Linked DNA regions of Mustela erminea: region 1 is linked to region 2. The links are chromatin contacts, called in public Hi-C maps. All regions are on one chromosome and are shown on one strand. The core of a region is the stretch at or near the end of the contact, and the rest is flanking DNA. Distances in the headings are between cores, read along the strand shown.

Region 1 (5,075 bases), core at 2,489-4,988, 220 kb before region 2:
TCTGAACTGATCTCACAAAGAATAAGACCCCCATTTTGGAAAATATTAGTATAGCCAGGTGGTGGAAGCACAGAGGTGTGAAGTAAAAGATTATTGAATAGTATGAGTCCAGGGATGTTGTCCTGGAAAAGATAATTGATATATCTCTTGAAAGGAGTGCCTTATTTAAATTATTGGGATCCATGACAGTGTTGATGCTGAGTTGGGACAATAGTATGAGCAAAGAAAGCACAGAGGTTAGAGTAAGATGCAAGTTCAGGGATTTGAAGAACAGAATTCTGGTCTTCTATATGACTGCTTTTGTAGATTATGGAAATAATATAAAAGTCAAACTAAAGGCCTAAAAACAGATTATGACAATACATATTTGAGAAAAATGTTACTATTGATAATTGGGGAGGTTTAATAGGAGAGCAGATCTATGGTATTTAATAATTCATGCCATTATTTGCATTAGTATTCCCTTTTGTAAAAATTCTTTATAATCAGAATTATTACCATTCCTCAAAGTAAACCTCTGGGCATAGAAAAGACTATTTCTAGAAGAAGAAACTGGTGCATACAGATAATAGGCATTGTTCAAGGTATGTTTACTTGAAGTGACTTTAGTAGATCAGGCTAATTCTAGCCCAAAGGACTTAGTTGACCCCAAGACTTTAGAAGACAGGTACACATGTCAAGCAAAAATGGAAACAGAACAAGAACATTGAAACAATGACCACTTATTCTGATGCAGTCTGAAAATTGGCTTGTCTCTTTCCTCGGGGGTATAAATTGTTTACCCTTGGTGACCTGGATTGTTGCTGTGTTTTACTCAGATTTGTGAAGACCTGGATACGGAGTAGGTGATGAACTTTGGGAGAAGGAAACATTGGGTATAGGTATACTTTTTAAAAAAATTTATTTCAGTGTGCATGGGTTGATCAGAGAAATTAAAAAAGGGAAGCCAGGTGTGGATGTACAGAGCATAGGGGCTCCCATGGTTTCCTAGAGTTCTTCATATTTCCTTCTAGAAGCATCTGAGGGGAGAGCTTTGTGTCACCATCCATCTTTTGCTCTTTAGATAGGCTTTCTCCTTTTCTCTCTGTTTTAGAAATGGTGTGAAAAGAGAAAGATAAAAGGGCTAGAATTCCAAGGAAATTCCACATGTTGTATGGAAGTAGGAAATGGAGTCCCTAAATTTATTTAAAAATTTTGTTCCTAATATCTTCGTTTTAGTACTTTTTTTCAGAATAAAATTGCAACTGTTGCCTCTGCATCAAATTTGACTAAGGCTAAAAATAGATGAGCAAGGTTAAGCGTGGAAGAAGTAGCCCAGCATCTCCTTCCTCCTTTTGATTTTGTTTTCGTTTGAATGAGAAGGAGGTGGCTTACACAATGAACAAGAACAACAACTGGCTGGATGACTGTGTGCTTTGAGCCAATTATGATATTTTTGTGGGAAAGCTTCCAGTTCTTAAGTCTCAGTTATGTAGAGGTGGGAGGCAGCTGGTGTGAATATCTGTCTGCAGGGTACATGTATACTTACTCTGATCCAATATGGCATGACAGCAATGTGCTTATTCAAGAAAATAGTTATCTCAATTTTCTTGTATTCTAACATAAAACTTCTTCATTCTTCCCACTCAAAAGAAAAAGGAAAAAAAAAAAAAAAAGAAAGGCCAAAGTCAAGGTCACCAAAATACTGTGAGATCGCTTAGCCGCCTTCAGTGAAGGACCTTAGTAATGAAATTAACCTACATCTGAACTGGCCACATTAACTCATTATCTCTGTCCCCAGCTCCTCCCACTTCCCTCCTGAAGTCTCCATTTAATCAATCACTGGCCGCATTTCCTTCAGTTTTCAGAATTTTTTGACTTTACAGGTCCAGGTGGTGATCAAATCCTGCTGCATATACCTTCAAAGCATTTGTCCATTCATTTATTCATGTAATTTTCATGCATTTAATAAATACTTACTGTGTACCATGCACTGTGTTAAGTACCAAGGATACAGTGATCACTAAGGTAGACACAATGTCTGCCATAATAGGGCTGGTAGTACAGTGGGGCCCCAGGCAGACGAGTAAACGCATTTTCAATACCTTTCTGTGCAAGCTGATTTGGTGGGGAAGATACCGGGAGCACAGGGGGCAAATCTAGCCTTGGGCTATCAGAGGAGACTTCCTAGATAACTGATGATTTAGTTGAGACTTCAAGGTTCAGAAAAATGTAGCCAGAAGAATGTAGGCTCCTCCATTCAACAGATTTGTACTGACTGCTTTCTGTGGGTCAGGCTTTCTGTTAGATTCTGAAGAGTTAGGTACAAAGATAGACTCAATCCCTGCTCTTCTAGTGCTTAGAGGAGGTCAGGTTAGGGTAGAAATAGATGTAAAAATATAGGAATGAAATATCTATCTAATGCAACCATCAATATATACTAGGGAATTAAATGGTTCATCATTTTCCTGCTGAAAAGTCTAACCAGCAATTGCTCCTAAGTATCCACCATTCCTCCTTGTAGCTCCAAGCTCTGCTATGGGCTTTGTTCCCAGTCAGAATCCCTCCATTAGGTGAGAAGCACGGGGAGGGTTTTCTTCCTTGTGCTTCCCTGCCTGTCTCTTTGTGCCTTTCAACACAGCCACCAAGCCTTTACTGGAGAGCTGGGTTAATTAAAAAAGATTACACTATAGGAGGGGGAAAACTGTAAATTGTCAGCTAAAATACTTTTTCCTTTATAGTTCATGAAAAAAGAATCTAATTTATATACTCAACAAATACAAGCTAGCTGTTGTTCCCTGAGGTGCCCAAGACTGATAAAATCTACTACCTGTGGAGCTTCATGTGAGTAAGAAGGAGATGGATAGGAAAAAAGTAAACATGTACATTGACAACTTAATGAGAGATGGATGAAACAAACAAACAGTGATACTTCTGATAGCTCCTCCGGGAAGGTGTTTCTGTTATAACATCCTGAAGGAAATGCGCTTGATTTGGGACCTGAGGTTTGGGAAGGAGCTGGTCTGTGAAAAGACAATAAAGTTGCAGAAATGTGAGCCCATGTAAAACTCTCCCCACGGGTCTTTCTCCTGCTCTCAGGTCTTTGCCTCTCTTCACAGGTGTCACGTTCTAACCTTAGCCTGCTCACAACGCAGCCATCTCTTTTTCAGGACAGCTCAGCCCTATCCATGGGGGTTGGGTATTCCCCTCACCCGCTTCGTGATCACAGGCAACGTTTAGTTTCATCCCTGGATGGTGGGTCCTGATTGTATGAACTACTTTCACCACCACACTGTGCCGGGTTCTCATTCAGGGACTCTGCTGTTCATTTCCATTGTCTGGGAACTCAATCTTGCATCTGTAATTACCGAACCTAGAACTGATGTTGAAGGGGAAGGTGTTTTGATGGATTACTAATCCGAAATCCTTTGTTTTCACTTCTTGTTCTAGTTACCCGCCTATTTTTCCGGACCATATTGTTCTAAGACTTCATCACATGAAGGTCAGGAGGCGACGGAATAACTGCTTGAGACGCTCCCGGATTGGCTTAGGGGGCGACTTCACGTAGCTCGCTTCGCAGATGCCCAGGAGCTCCGCAAGCCCGCGGTGAGGGCGCCGGGATGACGTCACTCGAAAGTGGCCGGCTCAGCGCGAGCGTGACGTCACGCGGGCGGGCCAGTCCGCCGTGAGGTCACCTGGTGGGCGCGGCCAGGCCGAATCCCCAGTGTCGTCACGGGCGTGGGCGGGGCCAGAGCGTGTCAGCGGAGCCGAATCAAAACAAGCCGGAGACCCGCCTTTTCCCTCCGGCTCGGGAGCGTCTCGCTCGCGTCCCGAGCCCGCGGCGCTCGCGCGGCTGCGAGCCTCGGGTGGCCGCGCGCCGGCTCCAGGAAGCCGGAGAGGGCGCGGCGGCCGGGATGGCGCGGCGCGGGCCGCGCGGCTAGACGGGCGCCGGAGGAGCCGCCGGCCCGCGCCCTCCATTCTCTGCCTCCCGGAGCCCGCTCCGCGCGGCCCGGGAGCGGCCGTGCGGCGGGGAGTCGCCTTCGCTGACGCCGGGCACCTGGACGCTCGCGAGATGCCCAACCCCAAAAACAGCAAAGGCGGCCGCAAAAACAAGCGCGCCAACAGCAGCGGGGACGAGCAGGAAAATGGAGCCGGGGCCCTGGCAGCGGCGGGCGCGGCGGGCGCGGCGGCCGGGGGGGGCCTGGCGGCGGCGGCCGGCTGCGGAGCGGCGGCGGCGGGAGCGCCGGGCACCGGGGGCGCGGCGGGCACCGGAGGCGCGGGGACTGGCGCCGCCAACGCCGCGGTCGCCGCGGGGGCTGCAGCCGCGGGCGACGCCAAGAACGGTAAGACGGGGCTGGCGGGGCGAGCGCCAACTTCCTCCCCGACGGGGACGGCGCGGTGGCGGGGCGCGGGCGGTGCGTGGACAATGCGAGAGTCAGGAAGTGCTCACCCCGCCTCTCCGCCCCGCGGCGGCTGCCCCTTCCCGGTCCCCACGCCTGGCGGCGGCGGTAACGATTCCTCGGCCCCTTCCTGGGGTCTCTGCCGCTCCCGGGTCGCGCGCCCGGGGTCGGCTGCGCCTCGGACTCCCGACTCCTTCTCCGACTCCGAGGGGCGCCCGGGTGCTCGGTGGCGGCCGTGCTCCCCTCGGGCCCTGCGCGTCCTGGCGGGACCAAGTGTATGCCCCGGGCCGTGGGGGAAGGGCGGGGGAAGAAGAGAGCTGCCCAAGTTGAGAAGAGGGATCCGATTGGAAACTTAGACACCAGTTCGTTCTTCCCGGTGTCCCCCTCAGCTCCCCGTCTTTCCTTCCGAATGAGGAAGAGCCTTAAATCCCTGCAGATCCGGGCTTGCTGCGGCAACTGCCACAGGTGAAGAGGCCCCGAGACATTTTTACTATAGGGCGTGTGTGTGTGTGTGTGTGTGTGTGTGTGCGCGCGTGTGTGTGTGCTGGCGCGCGCGCTCTTTAATTCTCTTGCTCGCTTGAGGAAGGAAGAGAATCTGAACTTGACTTCCGTTCTCAGACCCGAGTTAAAAAAAAAAGAAAAAAAAAAGGACCTCTGTATGATTCTGTTTCACAGTTTTAGAAGGAAGCCAACTAA
Region 2 (4,856 bases), core at 2,020-4,519:
CTTGAGAATTCAACTATATGACTTTTATCATGTAAGGCAAAACTCGACACCTACTTAACCATAATTATGTCTTTTTGACAATACATTTAGGTAAAATTTAAACGATCTTATCCTTATGTCCTTTGCACCCCTTTCCGGTTAACAGAAAAAGCTCAGAATTCTGGAGAACAGGGCATGCTTGAGAGGGAACATCTTGTGAAGACTGTAATTTGACCTTTGAATCAACCTCCCTGTGTAAATTTTAAGTATTGTAGAACAAAATAGAGCGCCTCAAGGTGGAATTCTGCCCCCTCTCCCTCTTAGGACTATAAACCAGTCAGAAGCTATTTCAGAGATTAAGCTGGAAAATGTGTGCCTCTCCTTAGGACTTTTGCTGAGAAATAAAATTCGTCACTAGAGATCAAGGCAGATTTATGTTTAATGCCATCCTCATCAATCTCCCAGTATATTATCCCGATCTTTCATTGACGTAGTTGAATCAGGTGTCACCAGAAACACTTGGTTTTCCCCCCTCCCACACTGTGAAGAAAATATTTATGATATTTAGTGTTACAAACTTAACTCTGGAGAACACTTGAAAATGATGGCAATTAAGGAAAAAAAAAATGCTCTTTGACAACTTTGCAGCTTCTGATTAAAGCACACCAAGAGGCATGTTACAATGGTAACAATGAAGCATTATGCCAATTATGTTAAATCCTGCTCTCCACTTAAGCTCATCATGACCTGTTTTAGTGTCCTGTAATTTATCCTTTGGAATGCTTACTCTCATCAATAAAGTGTTCAAGAAGAGGAAAAAAGCCACGGAAAGGAACCACCCCCCCCCCAATGACTTCTAGAAAACATGTATTTCTTAACTTTTTATTGACATTGGCAAATTAAAATAGAATAAATTAACAAGTATTTTTTCAAAAAAATGTTTTGTACAAAAATACTGTCAAAATTTCCTAAAAAGCTTTCAACACAGTAGTATCTTTTCATGTACTGAATATAACTATTAGCACAGTGTCAAAAATGTTGAAGACAGAAACAAAATAAAAATCTGTGAAATGTTTGCCACTGACGACATTCCACACCCTATTATTGTCTGTACATATGGGGGAGGGGGACAGCCAACTTGAAAGTGAACAGTATGACTTTTCCTGATCCAGAACGGTTTGGCCCACATCTGTTTAATCTTCCAGTTTAGCATATTAAAAAAATTAGGCTGTACTCAAATGCATAGTTAAAAAAATGAAGCGAGATGGCAGAGTTTGTGCAGTATTATCTGCCCTTCAGAGTTCATGCAACCAACTAATGCAATTTTTCTTTCACTCGTAAATCTGAATGCAGTTCAGTCATTTGAAACCATCTACAAAATCCACAAGATTAAGCAGTTTGCCAAGATTAATATCTAACAGTTGAGCACTGGAGAAAGTGAGGAACTAAGGAGTAAACACAAACAACAAAAAAAGACCAAGTTAGCTAGATATTTCAACTACATAAGGGAGGTGAATGTCAAGGCTACAAAAACGAAACAAAAACAGAAAAAAAGAAGTGGCAGCAATTCTTTTAAACCAATTTGTACAAGTTTATAGTTTACTTTGTTTCCAAGTTCTCAAACCTTTCAAGATCTGAAAAGTGAGATACTGTGTCTAAGGGAATGTTTTTTTAATTCACACCGAAGTTGGGGGGGCGGGGTGGGGAGGGTTTGATTCTTTTTGCCGGGGTTTCGATCAAGTCAACAGCTTACTCTGCTGGGCTGCTGTTTGCACACGAAGTCCGTCATAAAATCAAACTCGTTTTGCCCCAGCCAGAGTTCGGGCAGCTCCTTGATGCGGTCCAAACCCATTTCTATCACTAAGGACATAAGCACTTCCTCGTCGATGAAATCAGTGTCTATGACATTGGGCGGCAGCATTGCAGCAGGGACGTGGGCCACGGAGGCGGGCATGTTGCTGCCGCTGCCGCCGCCGCTGCCGCCGCCGCTGTTGCCGCTGCCCGCGCCGCCACCCGAGGTGCCGCCCGAGCCGCCGGGGGTGCTGCTGCCGCCCGAGCCGCCGGGGGTGCTGCTGCCGCCGCTGTGCTTGGGGTTGCAATCTCGGAAGTGCTGGTTTGTCCCGTTCATCTGGTGGCCTGCAGCAGGGTGCAAATCCGGCATGTAGTGGTTGTGGGGGTAGGGGTGATGGTTGAAATACTGGTTGTTGAGCTTCTGCAGCTGCATGCTGGCCGGCAGGGAGCCTCCCTGGCTGGCCACCGGGGGGCCCATGAACTGGGAGTTGTTAAACCTGGCCGCGGGGGCCAGCGCAGTCGGGGGGTGCCCGCCGTTCACAGTTCCCGGCCCCATCGCATGCCTGATGCCGCTCGTGGCATTCATGTTGCCCGCGCCGTAGTGTATGTGCTCGCCCATTAGGGCGTTGAAGGCGTGCTGGGGCTGCTGCTGCTGGTGGTGATGGGGGCTCGGGAACTGCCCCATGCCCATGCGATGGGCAGGGTGGTGGTGCAGCCCATTGGTGCCGTCGGGGAAGCGCCCGTGGTTCATGGCCATCATATGGTCTGCCATTTCCAGTCCTGAGAGTGAAGAGAGCAAACGATTAGGACCCGCGCCACACGTGCAGCCCACCGCGGCGCACCCCACTTTTTCTCGCCTCTGGCCTCTAGGCTTCCCGGACGCACGTCGGCTGCGAAATCGCTCGCCCTCCCTGCGATCCTACTAGTAGCTTGTGCAGCCGGGCTCGCCACCACAGCGGACCTGCCACCCACAAGAGATAGGCGCTCAACAAACAGCCCCTTCCCCTGTGCTCCGGCAGGCGGACCCGAGCCCACACCCCCCTCTGCTCCCCGAAGTCGCCTAATAAAGGAAGTGCCCCGTAGCCCTGCCGCGAACTTCAGGCATTAAATCAGCCCTCCTCATCCTGTTGTTGCACATCCTGTTGTTATTCCCCAGCTCCGCCTCACGCTCTTCCTCCGGGCAAACCCAGCCCTCAGAGGACTGGGCTGGCAGGCGCCCCAGCCAGCTTTGCCCGCCGCGCTCACCTTCCGTCTCTGCGATTTCTGCTCCGAAGACCGAGGGCGGGATCGTCGGATCCAGGACCGGCTCAGCAGCACATAGAGGGGGCCTTTCTGGTGTGCAGGGCGCTCGCTGTCGCGATGTCGGCACCAAAGTCTTGCAGTGGCCGCTGGGGCAGAAACGGAGCCGTTCCCTTTTATTTCCCCTCTGCTGCCCTCACAGCTCAGTAAGACCGCCCGGCAGCTGCCAACAATGAGCTGTGTTTCTTAGGGCTTTGGCCACAGTTAATATAAGGGATTTCAGGAAGGGCGGAGCGAGCCTCCCGGGCGGGCGGTAGCAAAACGCGGACTCCGGAGCCCCGGGCACGCCGGACCGGGTAGGCGAGCCGCGTCCCCGCGGCCGGAGGCACGTGCGCAGAGGCTGCGGGCCCAGGCGCCGCCTCGCTGCGGCCGACTCTGGTTTCCTCCTGCCCCATAAACGCGGATCAGCCCGGCTGCCCCCGGAGCGGGGAGAAAATGACCTCTGGAGCGCCAGCCCGAAAGTAGCGCCAGCCCTGAAAGGAGCGAGGAAAACGCACCGCTCCCCTCTGGTCGGATCCCCCACTCCCAGCTCTCCCGCTTGGCTCAGCTAGCGATCTGGGGTGTCTTCTGCGGGAAAAACGGGTTCTCTCAGCCCCCCCTTCCTCCGTAGTGTCCTTATGCCTCCCCGGCTTTGCAGCACCCCCCATTGCCCCCCACCCCGGGCCGCGAAGAATGGCTGTGTTTCTCCGAGTGGGGTTTTAAATCCCCGGACAGAAAATGCCCCCTTTCCCGAGTATACTTTCCTGGGCTGTGCCTTTGTGTTTTTTACAGGGGCACTGGGTAATCCTGATCTAGGTAAACGGCGTGCGGACGCATTTGTTTCCCCCTACTCCTTTCAAGGACAGAAGCTGGGGGCGGGGAGCGGCAGCGGCTGCAGGTGGACCGAGCGCGCTCGCGGGCCCGCTGCCTCCGCTCCCGCTCTTGGGACTCCGGTCCGCGCTTTCGGGCCCGCTCGCCGCTCCCGGGGTACGTGTGCTTCTGCTAAGTTTGCGTTTGCAGCTCTTGGTAGCTTTGGCATCCGAGCTGAGGCGTCTCTGCTCTGTAAACAAACTCAGCGATCCTCGTCCCCAGATCCACCTTTTTGCACATACACAGTTTCTTGCTTCTGCTGTTGCCCTTGATCCGGGAGGTGGGGGTGTGTGCAAACTTGCACAGCCTCCCTCCGGGCTCTGCCTGACGATTTGGGGTTGATTTAGAAGCGAACGGGTTTGTAATTAAGAAATTCGAGGGCTGAGTGAAGCTGCTGTTGCTGAAAAGGGAAAACAAATAGATAACATGGTAATCGCTTTGTAAATAAAGTCGTTCTGGAGGTGGGCACGTAGCTGCACGTCCCGTATGGCACCGTGCGCACACACGCTGTCGGGACTCTTCCTTTTCAGTGAAATTGTTCAGTGGGGCAATAGGCGATAATAATAACCTTGCTTCTCAGGACGCGGCACAAGTAGCCGGGTCGTCCATTTGGCTCATTGACTTGCAAATAAAAAACGCTTACACCGGTCTGGGCTGCTACCCGGTCGGAGCTCTCTTGCTTTCTCACATGGGGAAGCCGAGTTGTTTCCCCAACACCATGATGAGCCTGCTCCGAGGTTTTATATTGCTCTTTATGTGCTAAAAGCGAGTTTAGCGCTCCGAATAAGGACTTCTGTTCTGAGTTGTTTCTTCATGACTCGATTGCCATTGAAGACTTCCTGCTACGAAGAGCTAGTCCCCCGCCCTCCACGCCTCCTCTTCTCCCTTCTTGCTCACAGGACTTTTTTAGGCCGTATTTTTTGAGGACTGGAAATTCT

Evidence for each region. A called contact is a pair of places that touch in the nucleus more often than the background predicts.
Region 1: a contact with region 2 is called in a Hi-C map of skeletal muscle, with 8 times the contacts expected there. The contact joins the promoter of HECA here to the promoter of CITED2 in region 2. A contact is called at or near these places in 2 of 3 Hi-C or Micro-C datasets (skeletal muscle and spleen).

What each region holds. Positions count from the first base shown.
Region 1 is chr4:62,848,599-62,853,673 of mMusErm1.Pri, reverse strand. It overlaps HECA (headcase protein homolog), which reads left to right and starts at 3,738. Exons shown (of 6, transcript XR_004284927.1): 1 at 3,738-4,322.
Region 2 is chr4:62,627,731-62,632,586 of mMusErm1.Pri, reverse strand. CITED2 (cbp/p300-interacting transactivator 2) reads right to left here and starts at 3,269. Exons shown (of 2, transcript XM_032339362.1): 1 at 3,016-3,269; 2 at 1,259-2,550. The coding sequence starts at 2,542. The coding sequence ends at 1,721.